Linked DNA regions of Xenopus tropicalis: region 2 is linked to region 1. A link is a contact called in public Hi-C data. All regions are on one chromosome and are shown on one strand. The core of a region is the stretch at or near the end of the contact, and the rest is flanking DNA. Distances in the headings are between cores, read along the strand shown.

Evidence for each region. Hi-C and Micro-C count contacts between places; a contact is called where the count stands out from the background.
Region 2: a contact with region 1 is called in a Hi-C map of tailbud embryo, with 2.2 times the contacts expected there. The contact joins the promoter of znf81 here to the enhancer-like site in region 1. A contact is called at or near these places in 2 of 5 Hi-C or Micro-C datasets (neurula embryo and tailbud embryo).

Annotation. Positions count from the first base shown.
Region 1 is chr4:33,837,957-33,845,266 of UCB_Xtro_10.0, forward strand. No RefSeq gene overlaps it. Among named protein-coding and RNA genes, the nearest start is that of frmd8, 31 kb to the right of the region's middle. Within about 2 kb of position 4,020, at least 11 of the 11 cell types and tissues checked have an H3K27ac peak or open chromatin away from gene starts, as enhancers often do. A contact at or near this core is called in neurula embryo, where this site is marked.
Region 2 is chr4:34,019,357-34,026,666 of UCB_Xtro_10.0, forward strand. It overlaps znf81 (zinc finger protein 615), which reads right to left and starts at 3,696. Exons shown (of 7, transcript XM_031900631.1): 1 at 3,458-3,696; 2 at 660-782. The coding sequence starts at 773.

The sequences.
Region 1 (7,310 bases), core at 2,770-5,269:
AAATTCTTAAAATTATGCTGGCATTTTACATGCAGTTTTCCCCAGCATCCTGAAAAAAACCCAGATCATTTGTGCATGCTTAGTAGTAAAACCCCAGAAAAATTGTGTTCTACTGTGCAACAGCCAAAGCACAAGTGCCAATGACTACAAAGTAAGTAAAAGATAATCCCCTTAAAATAGTTATAACTAAATCTTAATAATTAATGGCAACTTTTAGATATAACTTAGTGACCTACGATCTGCCACAACATTTTTACTGAAGTAAACAGCATTGTATTATAAACTGAACAATATGACAAGGGAACTGGAAACTCACTTACCGCATAAAATCCAATCAGCTACATTAAAGAAGTGGTTATAAATATACTGCAAAACAAATTTTAATCAGAAACCAGACTTTTATTATGTATGGCTATGTTTCAATACATTAAACAGATCTAAAGCTTCATTGACATTTTGAAAGTATGTAAAGTGGGTATAAACTTCATAGAATGCTTATCTATTCAGTTTTTCATTAATTTCACTTGACTAAAGTAACTTGGTTAATACCGACAAGCCATATTGTGCCAATAAATTTAGGGACAACCTCCAAAGCATAGTGCGTGCAAATTAGTAGTTTTTCTTTTATATGAACTACAGAACAGAAATATCAAGGCTTCTTTAACCAGACATGCCGTTTTACAAATTATCCTGTAGGGAGTAAACGTGCAGATACCAATAAGCATTTTGTTAGCAAGGATTTATTTTTATCCTCTAGTTGTTTTTATTGGTCCATGCAGCCTGCTTTGTTTGATTAATCCACTGCCATCACGGTTTTCAAAATATCCATGTCATGTTTGTAAAGCAGACCAGATTGATGAATAAGGTATTAAGTGATAGGTAAATACCCCCATGGTATTGAACAAGCAAATACTCTCAGAGAGATACTCAACGGTATATAGCCTCAATCTGACCCTAAGCACTTCAAGACCACCACCAACGTTTATTTATATATGTGTACTGAAAGGTTCTTGGACCAATACACTACACACTATTTGGTTTATGGTTGTTTTAATTCCATATTGGTTAAGCTGTAGGTCAGTTTTATAGTGCACTTCCCAGAATAATGGGCATTTGATAAAGAAGCCACTGCAACAAGTTGATCCTTTCCTTCCAAAGATGATGACCATAATCGCCTTTCCTGCTTGGCTTTTCTCAGAAGAGTCAAGTCTTGAGTTGAAGTGAAGCTGCATTTTAAGAGGTTTTTAAGTGGTTTTTATGTTGTATTATATATATCATTTGATACCTCATTCAGCAATTACTTGTGTTATTCCTCTACCCAATCCCATTAGGACAAAGCGGTTTAGAAACAAAAGACACACACTAAACTGCCCCAGCTACAGGGCAAAGGGCCTAGAATTAAAAACAGGAGGCATGTGCAGTACACAAAGCTCTGAACATAAAGACATGGCACTTAGATGACCCACCCATCAAATACAAATATAAGGTTACTGCATGGTATAGCACACACTACAAAGTATTAAATATATGTAAGATGCACCTTACAAACAAAATGCTATTATTGGAGACTGCATTTGACAACAGTATTCATCAGCACAGGTTTCAGAATACTATTTTATCATAGTCCATGTTGTGATTGCAGAGCAACACCTTTATGTTGAAATAAATAATGCAAGTTCAGCAAGGGCCTCTCCCATTCTCCTGTTATACTTAGTTCACTTTTTTCCAGGCTGCCTCAACTAATGAATTGCCATGGGCCTCCACCTAAGTCCAACTTTATTAGGTATGAAGAACTAAGGCAACTTGGTGACAATCAAGAAAGATGTTCTGTCCTTTAAGGGAGATAGCACTGGCAATGGGACTTTTATGATGAAGTAACAGCACAGGTATGCATATCTTGGGCCAAAGATCTTAAAAGGACACTGCAGCCAGACGTACATCTCAGGCTATGAGGATGCATCAAGTAAAGGTTCCACTGTAGCCATCTGTTGGTAACGTATGAGTGCTCTGAAAAGAATCTAAAAATATCCATTTTATAAAAGCCCCCTCCCCCTTGGGGTAAACAAAACCCAAAAACATATATACACAATGGCAAGATCAGTTACAAAATATCTCACATTTTTTGCATATTAAAGTTACACTTCCCCTCCTAATTTTTCATCACTGAGAAAAGTGTTTATTGCAAAGTTACTAGAATACACCTCAAAGACACCTCATTTAGCCCAAGAACCTATATAAATTACACATTTGATGATGAAGCATATCAACTTCATGTCAAGACATCACAAGGTTGATTAAGACCTGGAAAATAAAATTGGAGAAGTCTCAATGCTCCCATGCCCTCCCACTGAACCCCAAAATAAATTATGTCACTACTGCCTAATATAATAGTGCAGTAATTAGGTGGTAATGTACCACCTAGTGGTTACACAAAGCTAGAACATAAGGCGTCTAGCAGCTGTACTTAAAAAGAAACTAGATATGCCCCACTGGACACACCCCTTTCCTCCCACATCTAGTAAGAGCATAAGCGTCATATGCTACAACCCACCCCGAGGGATTAATCATGCCTGATTAATGCAGTAGTCAAACGTTCCTCGTCTAGCACCTTTGACCTTCACTGATCAACCTTCCGTCACAATCCATATGCTTACACCCGACATACTGCTGTATTCACACTTCTTCAGTTAACGTGCAGGTAGCCCGTGAAGTGAAAAGAATCTTCAGAAAGACGCATCTTTCATTTGTAGGGAACCTCTTGCGCTTTTTAAAGAGGCCTGAGAATTATAAGACCCAGAAAAACACACAACCACCCCAAAAGCCAAGAGCACGTGCCTATAGCTTTGTATTTGTTGCCCGATATTAGGCGCAATGACTGATAGGTGCAAATGTGCAGTAGCCAACGCCACGCAGCATTCTACTTCTGTTTAAAAGTGAATAAAAGAGCCAGCTAGCCAATAGTAGTTATAAATTGGAGCTGTTACTACATGAACCATACCAACCTATCTGTAACATGGTCTACAGAGGCATTAGTTTTCTATTAAGTGCCTTTCAGGTTGTCCAATTTAGGGTATAAAGGGCTTAACTATAATGGAAGCAGACCTTGTAGCTCCTTAGGTGCCTTCTGCCATAAAATCTATTAATACAACTACTTACAGATTTAAAATAATAAAATAAATAGTTTTAGGTGAACTACACATGTCAAATATTACTAAACGGCTTAAGGACGCACTGATGTTTTGACCAAATAAACATTTGTCGCATAGCATAAGAGCTAAACTGCATATAACTAGTTCTAAATAATAAAAAAAAATCGATATCATTTGTTACAGTGCAGCCATACCCACTCACCCCAGAGTACTGCATAATACTTACCATACGGCCGCCACAGGCTTAGCCATAGTACTTACCACTCGGCCACTACCGCTTCGTACCTTCTACTACTCACTTCTTGTCCGTCATTCGATCACTTTGTCACGTAAGCCCGGGTCGCTTCTTTTTGTAGACTTTGACGCTTCACACCTTGTGACGACATAAATCCTTCCGCTGTATGAAGCTAGTCCCAGCAACACCCATTACGAATAACCTAATTTAGGGTTCTATCTGAATCCACACTCCACATTCTAGTTCGGTTATGCACTTTATAAATATGACTTACAATATGTCACCTTCGTAAAGTCACATGTCACCTGAGTAGTTAAAAAGCGCATACAGAATGCAGAACGTTCACCACCCTCTAAAATACGCATGCGCAAAAGTAATTTTTTAAGTCCAGAGCTAGTAAAGTGAATTAAACTGATTAGCGTGATCGCGTTGTATTTATATTAGCAAACGGCACTTATAAAGCATGACAGAGGGGATTATATATGCGTGGCGATTAAAACTACCAGTTCATTTTCTTTTGTAAATTGGCGGAATGATACTAAAACTTGAGCACGTAACTAGCGGACTGATCCCATTCTCTATTATTAGCGATGGCGTCAGTGCTTGAGAAGTTGCGGAACGATATCTGCTCTGCTTCAATTTACTTTACTGACGCATAGATCCGGCTAAAACCGGTTAGAACTGGATTGTGAAGGATGTTTAATAAACAAAGAAAGGTGCGGTCGAGCCGAGTATGTTCTAGAATCTTACACTTAAAGCTTAAAAGCGACGTTTGGCTCAAATACTTGTTCAAGGTTTTATATAAAAAATAAGTTATAGCTGACTCCAGATAGGCTAATAACGTTGTACAATGGGTAACATATAGCAATATGGCAAAGATAAACGCAGACAATAGCTGTACTGGGGAGATTAGTCTGGCCAAACCTGAAGGAATTGCTGTCTTACTTTAACAAAAAATAAATCTTAGGAGCTGTTTGCCCTAACCCAAGTTTTTAACATATGGATTAAAAAAAAGACTAGTGGCAGTAGAAGGCACTTGTAGCTTTCAAAGGCAGAAAGGGTCATTGCAAGCATGTTGTAGCAGTGGGATGACGACAAAATGTTTAATATTATGCCCCCACAATTAAAGGTGAGTGGGAATTGCCTCCAAAATGCAGTCTTTCACTTGACAGCAGGGTCGGACTGGGGCACCGGCAAAAAACCCAGTGGGCCCCAGCGGCCCAGACCCAATTCTTTCGGTGTACCCCTGGCCGCCGGTAACCCTCCCCTGACACACTGAAAGCAAGTTTCGCGCTCAAGGGAGGACATTGGGTGGGGGGTTAGGGGGGCACCTTGTCTGACCCTGCTTGACAGCACCCCACATTCGGGGGCAGGGGCAGAACTAGGTAGCAGGGGCAAATGCTTAGAGTGCAATAGTGTGCTTTAGGGCCCTAGCACATACCTCTGCTGGGGGTGGTTAGAGGTGATGGCCTTGGGCACCTTTAGCTGATGGCCCTTCTATTCACCTAACATAGGAGGGAATTTTGTCCACGTTGTTATAGGAACACTTTTCAGGCAAATGTGACCTAACATTGGAACCATGCCTGGACTGGGCTTTAACAACAGCCCAAACAGCCCCCCATAGGCCTACTAAATAGTGACTGTCTATGGCATCTTACAGCAGCCACTATGGCACAGGGGTGCTCCTGCCATGAGGAAAGGTGAGAACCTTGCCATAGGCAGCACCAGCCCACAAGTTATCAGGGGTGGCAAAAAAGCATCCTAAAAGCAGCAGAGGGACATAAATCGCCCTGCTCTGGCCAGAATCTACAGATTGGCAGTCCGGGCCTGACTATGGCTAAAGGAGTTAGGGCTCTGGCACATGGGGAGATTAGTCGCCCGCGACAAAACTCCCTGTTCGCGGGCGACTAATCTTCCCGAGTTGCCTTCCCCTGCCATCCCACCGGGGAACATGCAAGTCGCCGGCGGGATGGCACAGCCGGTGGCGCGAATTCCCGAAATCGCCGAAAAAGACTCGCGAGGCTTTTTCGGCGATTTGCGCGAAATTGCGCCACCGCGTGTGCCATCCCGCTGGCGACTTGCATGTTCCCCGGTGGGATGGCAGGGGAAGGCAACTCGGGGAGATTAGTCACCCGCGAACAGGGAGTTTTGTCGCGGGCGACTAATCTCCCCATGTGCCAGAGCCCTTAAGGCAAGCATAGAAAATGTGGCATCAACCTGGGGTCTTTGGTGCTCAAGGGCTTGCATCTTGCTTTATAAAGCAGAAACAAAATGTTCTAAATGTTCTCATATTTTCACCACAAAAGATCCAAATATAAACTGTTTCCTCTATAGGAGCCTTGTCAATGAAATATCCTGCAGAGGGTAGTGCTCGCTTGCTTTGCTGCACTGCGTCATTTTGCAGAAGCTGCAGTACTGGAAAAGTCCAAGGATACAAAGACGTTTTAGCAAAGGCACACTGTATGTATCACTGTGACATTAATCCAAATTATAATTAGAGGCAAAGCATAACGATATGCCCCGCAGATATTCCTTATCAGTTGTAAAAGCATTTCTGTCCTAATACAGAGTGTGGATGGGCAGATTTCTGTAGGGTTCAACCTGACAAGGCCCTGGCAGAAATGCTCTTTGCATGAGGATATGGGGCATTTTCTTGTTCCCCCTTAGTGCTCTTGCACTTATGGCCAGAGTCATATTAAATGACCCTTTATGTCAGGGATCCCCAAACCAAATAAGGGCTGTGATTGGCTATTAGGCAGCCTCTATGCACACAATCAGCTTACAGGAGGCTTTATTTGGTAGTAAATCTTGTTTTTATTCAACCAAAACTTGCCCCCAAGTCAGGAATTCAAAAATAACTACCTGCTTTGGGGGCACTGAGTGCAACACCCAAGGGGTTGGTGAGAAACATGTTGTCCCCGAGCCACTGGTTGGGGATCACTGCTTAATGTGATCCAACTGAAAGTAGCTTTTAAATTTAGATTGTTTTGCTTAACAAATTTGCTCTATTTAAAATTTGGTTAGTAAATACCAATTTCATGAAAAAAAAAAATCTTTTTTTGGAGTCACTAGATAAACCCCCCCCCCCCTTCTGAAGTATAAATCAAAGTCATGATAAGGACTATGCAAGACTAAGAAAATTATAATGGCAGAGGTGGGTACAGTAGGACATGTACAGACAGTTTCTGTTCTTGTATTGTGCAAGTTGTTTTTAACTCAGAAGTCTGTGGAAAATTCCATCCTGGCTGAATTCCTCCGCTGCCTCTCTCCCCCCAGCAGCCCCGCCTCCAACTTTTACTGCAGCAAAAACAGGAAGATCAGATTACAGTGTGAGGCCTGCTAAACGCTAACGTGGGGGTGGGTGAGCAGCTAAAAGCTGTGTTTGTGCACAAATAAAGTGGTTTGAATAGAATGTAATAAGTAGAATTCAGTGAGGATTACTTATCTGCATGTACACCCAATACCCCTCACAGTATTTGCACCATGATTTTTTTTTTTTTTTATGTTTGTGCACTGGTTTTACAGAAACATTATCATTCCCATAAGTCCCTGCCCTTATGGAGCTTACAATCTAAGGCTCACAAAACACACTAAGGTCATACTACCAAAGAGTGAGGTATGAAGGAGAACCTCTGAAGTAGTGATGTGCAGGTTGACCCGAAACCCACGGGTCGGGTGGGTTGGGATTGAAATGGAGATGACTATTGGAGGTTTAGGTTGAGTGCAGGTCAGACTCCTTCTCTGCCCTTAGGCCAGAGATCTCCAACCTTTAATATCTGTGAGCAACATTTAAATGGAAAAAGTGTTGGGGAGCAACACAAGCATGAAAAAGCTTCCTGGGGGAGCCAATAAGAACTATAATTGGCTACTTAATAGCCCCTATGTGGACTGGCAGCCTACAGCAGGCTCTGTTTAGCATTATACCA
Region 2 (7,310 bases), core at 2,446-4,945, 180 kb after region 1:
CTATCATCAACTACCCTTTCTATTAGGTTTGCCTAGTTAAAAGACATCACCTGCATTATCAATGGAAACAGGCTTAGACTGGTCCATTGGAGTACGGGGGGGGGACTCCTGGTAGGCCCTGTCCTGGTCAGGTGCATTCTTTTCACTGAAATGCTTTGATGCTGCCAATCTGCCTTCACCCCACTGACTTTAAAGAGGTGGTTCACCTATACAGTAACTTTTAGTATGTTGTAGAGTGTCCTATTCCTAGCAATTTGCGGTTGGTCTTCATTGTTTATAATTTTTCAAATTATTTGCCTTCCACTCCTACATCAGGTCAGGGTCGGCCTTGCCCACAGGGTTTTTTCTTGGTGCCCCAACGGCCCAGTACGACCCTGTTTCCCAGTCCCACAATGAATAGCCTAGACCTAAGGGAGCAATTACCTGTGCTATGCCACTGCCCTAAAAACAAGAGAAAGAGGGGAGCTGGATCTGGCATTAAAGATACATTTTGGGCTGAGAACTTGTATAGAAATTAAAAGTAATATAAGGATGGTTCATCTTGAAGCAGGGAGTACAGTGAAGCACATTTCTCATATTATAACTAAATACAGGAAACAATATAAAGATTTTATAAGAAATTAGTGCAATATTTCACAAGGAATAGAAATCGCTCATACCTCGCCGGTGAGTAAGAATATAATACCCAGGGCATGATTCAATATCTTCTCAGTCATTTGCTTCTTATCTTTATTCATTGTGTTGAGTATTATTGGGTCCAACAGGTGCTGCATGGGTGCAACCTACTGAAAAGGAATAAAAAAAAAAAAGGATAAAAGATCCCATAATGAGATAATATAACCATGTGCAAAGCAATGACAGCAGACCCTGTGGCTGCTAGGGAGCCTTGTGAATGTGCCAAAGCTCTAACTGATGTTTGCAAAACATCACCCATAAATTTAAGGTCGGCCTAATCTCATATGGTACCAGTGGGCAAACTTGCACCTAGAAACCAATCACATTTTGGCTTTCATTGGTCTACCTCACACAAACATGCTAATCACCGATTGGTTGCTATAAGTTACTACCCAGGTGCAGATTTGTGCACTTCTGGTAAATAAGCTCACTTAACGCCACTAAATATGTCACTTGATACATTCCCAACTGAACAGCACTAATAAATGTGCGTGTGATCCCAGCATTAGTTACAGGGGAAGGAGAGATACAGATAGGGCAGTGATAGGGTAGAGGGCATTTGTACAATTCCCTCTACCTGCAATGCTCCTCTTTAAGAAGAAGGAAAGATAAAAACTAAGTAAACTTTATCATAAAGGTCTATGTAAATACAGCCATAAGCACTCATAGAAAAGATGTACTGAGTCCTCTATCAAAAGAAACTCAGGATTTCTTGTCTCCTTTTGTGTACACGTTCTTCAGTGTCAGACTTCCTTCTTTTAGAAAAATCTCTCAGGGCACGGTACAAGTCTGATCAGTTTGCTCTTCTCTTCCCCCCCCCCCTTTTTCTCCTTCCCCTCGCATCATCTCTCACTCTCCCTTCCACCTGTGCTGTGTAATCTGAGCTACCAGCAGCCAAAGCTGCAGCACGGCAGTTACTGACAACAGGCTAAAATGGCAGCTGCTATCTTAAACAAACAAAAGGAGCTTCTAGGGTATGTCAGGTATGGTAAAGCTTTCTGCAGAATAAATATAGCATTCTAGCTTACACTAAGGTGGCTGATCTGTTAGCAATAAAATGCCAAAATGCCTTTCTTTCTCCTATAAATATTAGCTACTAGTATTCCAGTACCTGAAGTTCAGCAGGTCAACAGGTGGGGTACTCAGGAGACCCACAGGCACCAGGCTCTAATGGGCAGCACATGCACCCTGGTACCTTGGGGACTCACATATGCAGAGAACATGTATGTGACCTCAAGGCCTTATGTACAAAAGAAAATACATAAACAGGCACAAAGTACATTTTGCTTATCTCCCAGCTTCTTTTGACCAGAGGCACAGCTCTTTGCACTCTCAGATTGCTTTGCAGAGAGTTGTACTCTAGCCTGTAAATCACCAGCTAGGGCAGGCACTGGTACCCTATAAATCCCACACTTTCCTCACCTTCTCCACTGCCGATCAGCCTTGATAATCCCAGGCCTACCTCTACCCTGCCCATTTCCCCACCCAGTCCCCCCATTTCCCTGCCCATTTAATGGCCCAATTCCAGGCCTAGTCCATCAAATTTCCCGCCCATTACATCATAGCCCCACCCCAAATGACATCGCAGCCTGCCCCAGGCATAAAGGCCGGTATTACCATTAGAAAAAGTTGGCAACCCTACTCTGAATGCAGTGGTGCTTGAAGGGAGATAGGAGCACACTGCAAGCTAGGGAGTCCCACGTGCCAATCCTCAGTGCTCTGGAGCGGACGAGAAAAAACTTCTGCATGCCTGCACATTGGCACACAAATAAGGGGGGGGGGGCGAGCAGTGCCAGCCTAGGGGCGCCCAGTGTGGAAATCCAGGCCTGGCAGCACCACTCTCTGTACCTCGTGCTGGGGTGCCATTCCCTCAGGTGCTAGTGCTTTCTATATGGGCCCTAAGGGGTGCACGTTTTGATCCGCTCAGGACTCCAGCACATGTACTTGTTTCTGTAGGATTGTTAAATAAGCCCCTTAGTCTGGCCCAGTCATGTCCCATGCCCATCATATGCCGATGTTGCTCAGAATGTATGAATATGTAGTAGCAGCACAAACGTATCAGTGGGGTCACTGATTAAAGCACCCCATTAGCAATATATATTGCCTATGAGTAAATGCCCTACAAGGCACAACGCGTTAGGCTGCCCCCCTTTTTTCTGTCCTAATAAATGATTTTTTGAATCTTACCTAACACTGCTTCTCTAATTATTACTTTAAATTGCATTTATCACCCTTGACTGAGGGTTTCCTGCAAACCTTACCATCCGTTATTTACTTTATTTTAATTGCATCCCTCTATTTTGCTCTTTGAGCAGTTAATATACCATCCACCTTTGTAACTTATGGGATCCCTTATCCAGAAAGCTCTGAATTACAAGAAGCCCATCTCTCACAAACTCCATTTTAGGTAAATAATTCCAATTTTTAAAAAAATGATTCCTTTTTCTCTGTAATAATAAAACAGTACCTTGTACTTTATGGTAAATAAGCTTAATGTATGGTGATCCAAATGACCAGAAGATCCCTTATCTGGAAACCCCCTAGCATTCTGGACAACAGAGCCTACACCTGTACTTGGAATTGGCCAAACAGACATAAATTGGTGTTTAGGCAGAAAGGCTGAAGTGAGAGGCCAATGCCAGTCTGGTGTATATATATATAAGTGTATGTGTAAGTGCATGTGTATATACCCCCCTGGCACCTACAGGCACAGGGCTAAATGCTCCTTTCTCTGTACATACCCCGAGTGATACAATAGCAGCGCAGAGACGCACATACCTACCTACTGCCTGACTCCCGTGTGGCACAGGAAATGAGCTCAGGGGTGGGATTTTTTTTCCTGAAGGGAATTCTGGGATTTGTTGTTCTTCTCTCAGCACGATTTACAGGCATCACTCGCTTTTTTTTTGCAAATGATTCTGTAACGGGTGAACTATCCCCAGAATATTAGATCAATTCCAAGCAGAGCTCACTGGGCAGAAGTCCATATATTGTTTAACAATTGTCTGTGCTGCAGCAAATAAGCGACATTTGCGCTCACTCACAGCTCTGTATGAAGCTGCATAGCCAAGTACACTTCCTTTCATCAGCGCTGCTGCAGCGCCATCTTGTGTGCATTGTCGGTAATGCAATTGTAAAGGGGAACTATCACTAAATATGAGCCTTTTTCTCATGAAATGATGAAATTTCTAAATATGATCAATTAAAAATTCTGCAACGTTTCTAAAATAATCCAGATAATCTTCAGTATCCCAGCAATCTGTCTCCCTAGATGCCAGGAGTAAGTATGTGGCTGACAGGTCAGATATATTGGTGGGTGCTCCCTAGGCAATGTAAAAGTGTAAATTGATTACATTATATTATATTTATAAAGCTTTTTATTTCCAGGAGGTTAGACTTATACTCATTTTTTCATTTTTGAGACAGATTCCCTTTAATTGTTTAATATAACCACAGTAATGTACAATGAAAGTCCCACTCAGACCTGTGTTTTTGCATTCTAGAGCTCTGCCCTATATAAAGACTGGCCCATAGGGATTTTATTGCACATACATCATAAGTAGCGGAACATGAATAGTGACCAGAAGTAGAGGTTGGAATCCCCTTTGGGGATGATATATAACTAGGGAAAAAAATACCGGCCTTTCTATGTTTTTGCCTTTTTTTCCCCTATTAATAACATTGGCATCAAGCATTTTAAATAAAGTTAACATGAGTGGCTTTTTGTTAGCCTAGTTACTGGGGGTGGGGGGGGGGGGGGCAGTGCTGCTTAAACAAGTTTCTGAACTTGCCCCATGACAGGAGCACCCCTGTAATTAAGCAAGATGACAAAACCATAGTGGGTTGCTGTCTGAAAACTTTAATCCCCAATGATGGGAACCTTACGTCAGGTGGCAGTGCCCCCTAATAACCAGGGGCGACAAAAAGCCACTCCTAGTAACTTTAAGTCGGGTTATTAAGCCACACACCATCCCCAGGACGCCCCTACCTTGCTGGAAAGGTAAGCAAGGAAAGTGGGGGGGAATCGCCCCTTACTATGAGATGACAATGCTGGAACAGAGAAAGGCTTCCTGAAATCCACTAACAACTCTGTTATGATCCAGAGTGCATGTACTACCCTACATAATAACACAGGCCAGCGGCACTGGTCTCTTTGCTGGATCAATGAGATGAATCCTCTTGGAAACAAGTTTAGTAAATGTGCCCCTAAGGATTAGTGGGTTCAGGAATGTTTACATCTGCAGAGATGGGCAAATTTCCATAGCAACACTATTAAAGAACCTACTAGAAACACTAATATTATATTTCTATAATAGCACTGTTTAATTTTATGTGTAGTGTGATGGTTATTTCTCATACCACATGTTCAAAGGTTGGATTATATTGAATTTCTGATCTTGTACAAATAGGTTTTTGGAGCCCTTGAGCCAGGTTGGGGGAAAAATCCCTTATAGGGCCACAGCATGTCGACAGCACTCTTGTACAATAAACTAATGATGTTGTATAGAAATATACTACTTATGGTACAAGGCTGCCACCTTGTGGATTATCAGACTGTTCTGCAACTTCTCTCATTAGATTGCACAACCTGCTGCTGTACTTAAAGAGCTAATAAGCCCCCCTACTTACATTTAAACTATTGATCACTCTGCACTGCCCTCCTCCCCAAATGAATCACCCCAAGTTTGTAAATGTGAACTGCTCATTGGGTGGCAAATTGCAGAGATGCTCAGCAAGGTGAGAGTTGCAATGTTGGGCCGCGTCACTTCTGGCTCCAGGTTCCACAATGGTGTTTGCAGACATATTAATGTTAATATGTCTTGTAAAAGGATCTTGGGTTTGATTCAGACCAGGGCACTGTTCTGCCTGCAACTGGGGATGCGGTGGGGATGTTGGAATTTAAATCAGTTTCTGGAACTGCCCTTATTGTATGAGAACCCTGTGCGCTGGATGTATCCCCCCCAGAACACGTGCATGCGCATCCTTTCCGCTCACATATGGAGCACTGGGACAGGACGCTTCCCTTCGAGGAAAAGCTGTGCAGAAGGCTACACTAAAGGGAACAATACTCAGGACATGCTGAGTACCCTTTATAAACATGAAATATTACATACACAGCTCTTACATATCATAATGATGGACAGTGAAAACAAAGAGTTGAGTTTTTTACATTCCAAAAGAAATGTTCTACAGAAGGACATGTGCATTGCTGAAGCTGTGTAATAAAGTATAATGCTATACTAATAATACTAACGCCATTTAATTATTCCTTCAGAATTCATGAAGCTCTCATTTGTAAATTGATTCACATGTTAAAAAAATCATGGTGATTGCGAAAACTGCACTTTGCTTAAAAACGATCAACGCACCAGAGGTCACCCCTTTAGATTAGAGGAATGGAGCTTCCATTTGAAGCAGCGTAGGGGGTTTTTCATGGTGAGGGCAGTGAGGTTGGGGAATGCCCTTCCTAGAGATGTGGTAATGGCAGATTCTGTTAATGCCTTTAAGAGGGGCCTGGATGAGTTCTTGATCAATCAGAATATCCAAGGCTATTGTGATACTAATATCTACAGTTAGTATTAGTGGTTGTATATATAGTTTATGTATGTGAGTATATAGATTGGTAGGTGTGGGTTGTGTGTGCTGGGTTTACTTGGATGGGTTGAACTTGATGGACACTGGTCTTTTTTCAACCCTATGTAACAATGTAACTATGTAACTATAAGTACAACCTACTGTTCCCTGCTCTAAAGGATTGTAAGTTATAAGGACATAGGTTTATCCTCTTTTTTAAAAAAATGTACAATATATTTTAGATATAAGAACTAATTCTCCAGGGTAACACTGCTGAATGGGAAGGTGCATACTTGAAGGGCACTTTTCTTTCCCTTCCTGCGCACCATTCTGCCCTTATTTTTTGTAATAGTTTAAAGTACTCTTTATTGTTTAATGTGTTTTTTTTACATGGAAACAAGTAGAACTCTGTATGCTGGCTAATGCATGGAGCTTGTCAGGTAAATTAAGAGAGCTGGAGTTTATTGCATGTGCTAAAAATTATGATATAATTGGTATCACTGAGACCTGGTGGGATGAAACATGTGAATTAGCTTTGAATGCAAATGGTTATACCCTTGTTAGGAGAAACAGAGGGATTAGAAAGGGCGGAGGAGTTTGTTTGTATGTAAAGCCACAGGGTTAAACACAGAAGGAAAATGGAATACCTTTAAAATGTTGCTTAGCAAGTATACAGGTCAGTATATTGCCCTTCTAAGCAAGGAAAGCCCAGTGAAACTCAAATGCTCAGTGTGGTCTAGACAGTTGTTGAAAAGACAACTTAGGGTTGTTGCAAATCATCAAGAAGAAAATGAGGTTTGTCTGTTATAGAAGTTTATGCTACAGGGCTGATTGCTAAATTCTGATGCAAATTACAGCTGCCGTGTAATGAGAATCTGAACAAATTAATAATGAGTCTTGTATTGTGACATTTAAATTCTGTATATACTGTATATTGTGAGTCGACCCCTAAGCTCAGTAACTGACAGCAGCACAGAGCATGTGCAGGGAATCAGCAGAAAAGAAGATGGGGGCTACTGGGGTATCTTTGGGCTGGTACTGAAATCCAAAACACAACATAC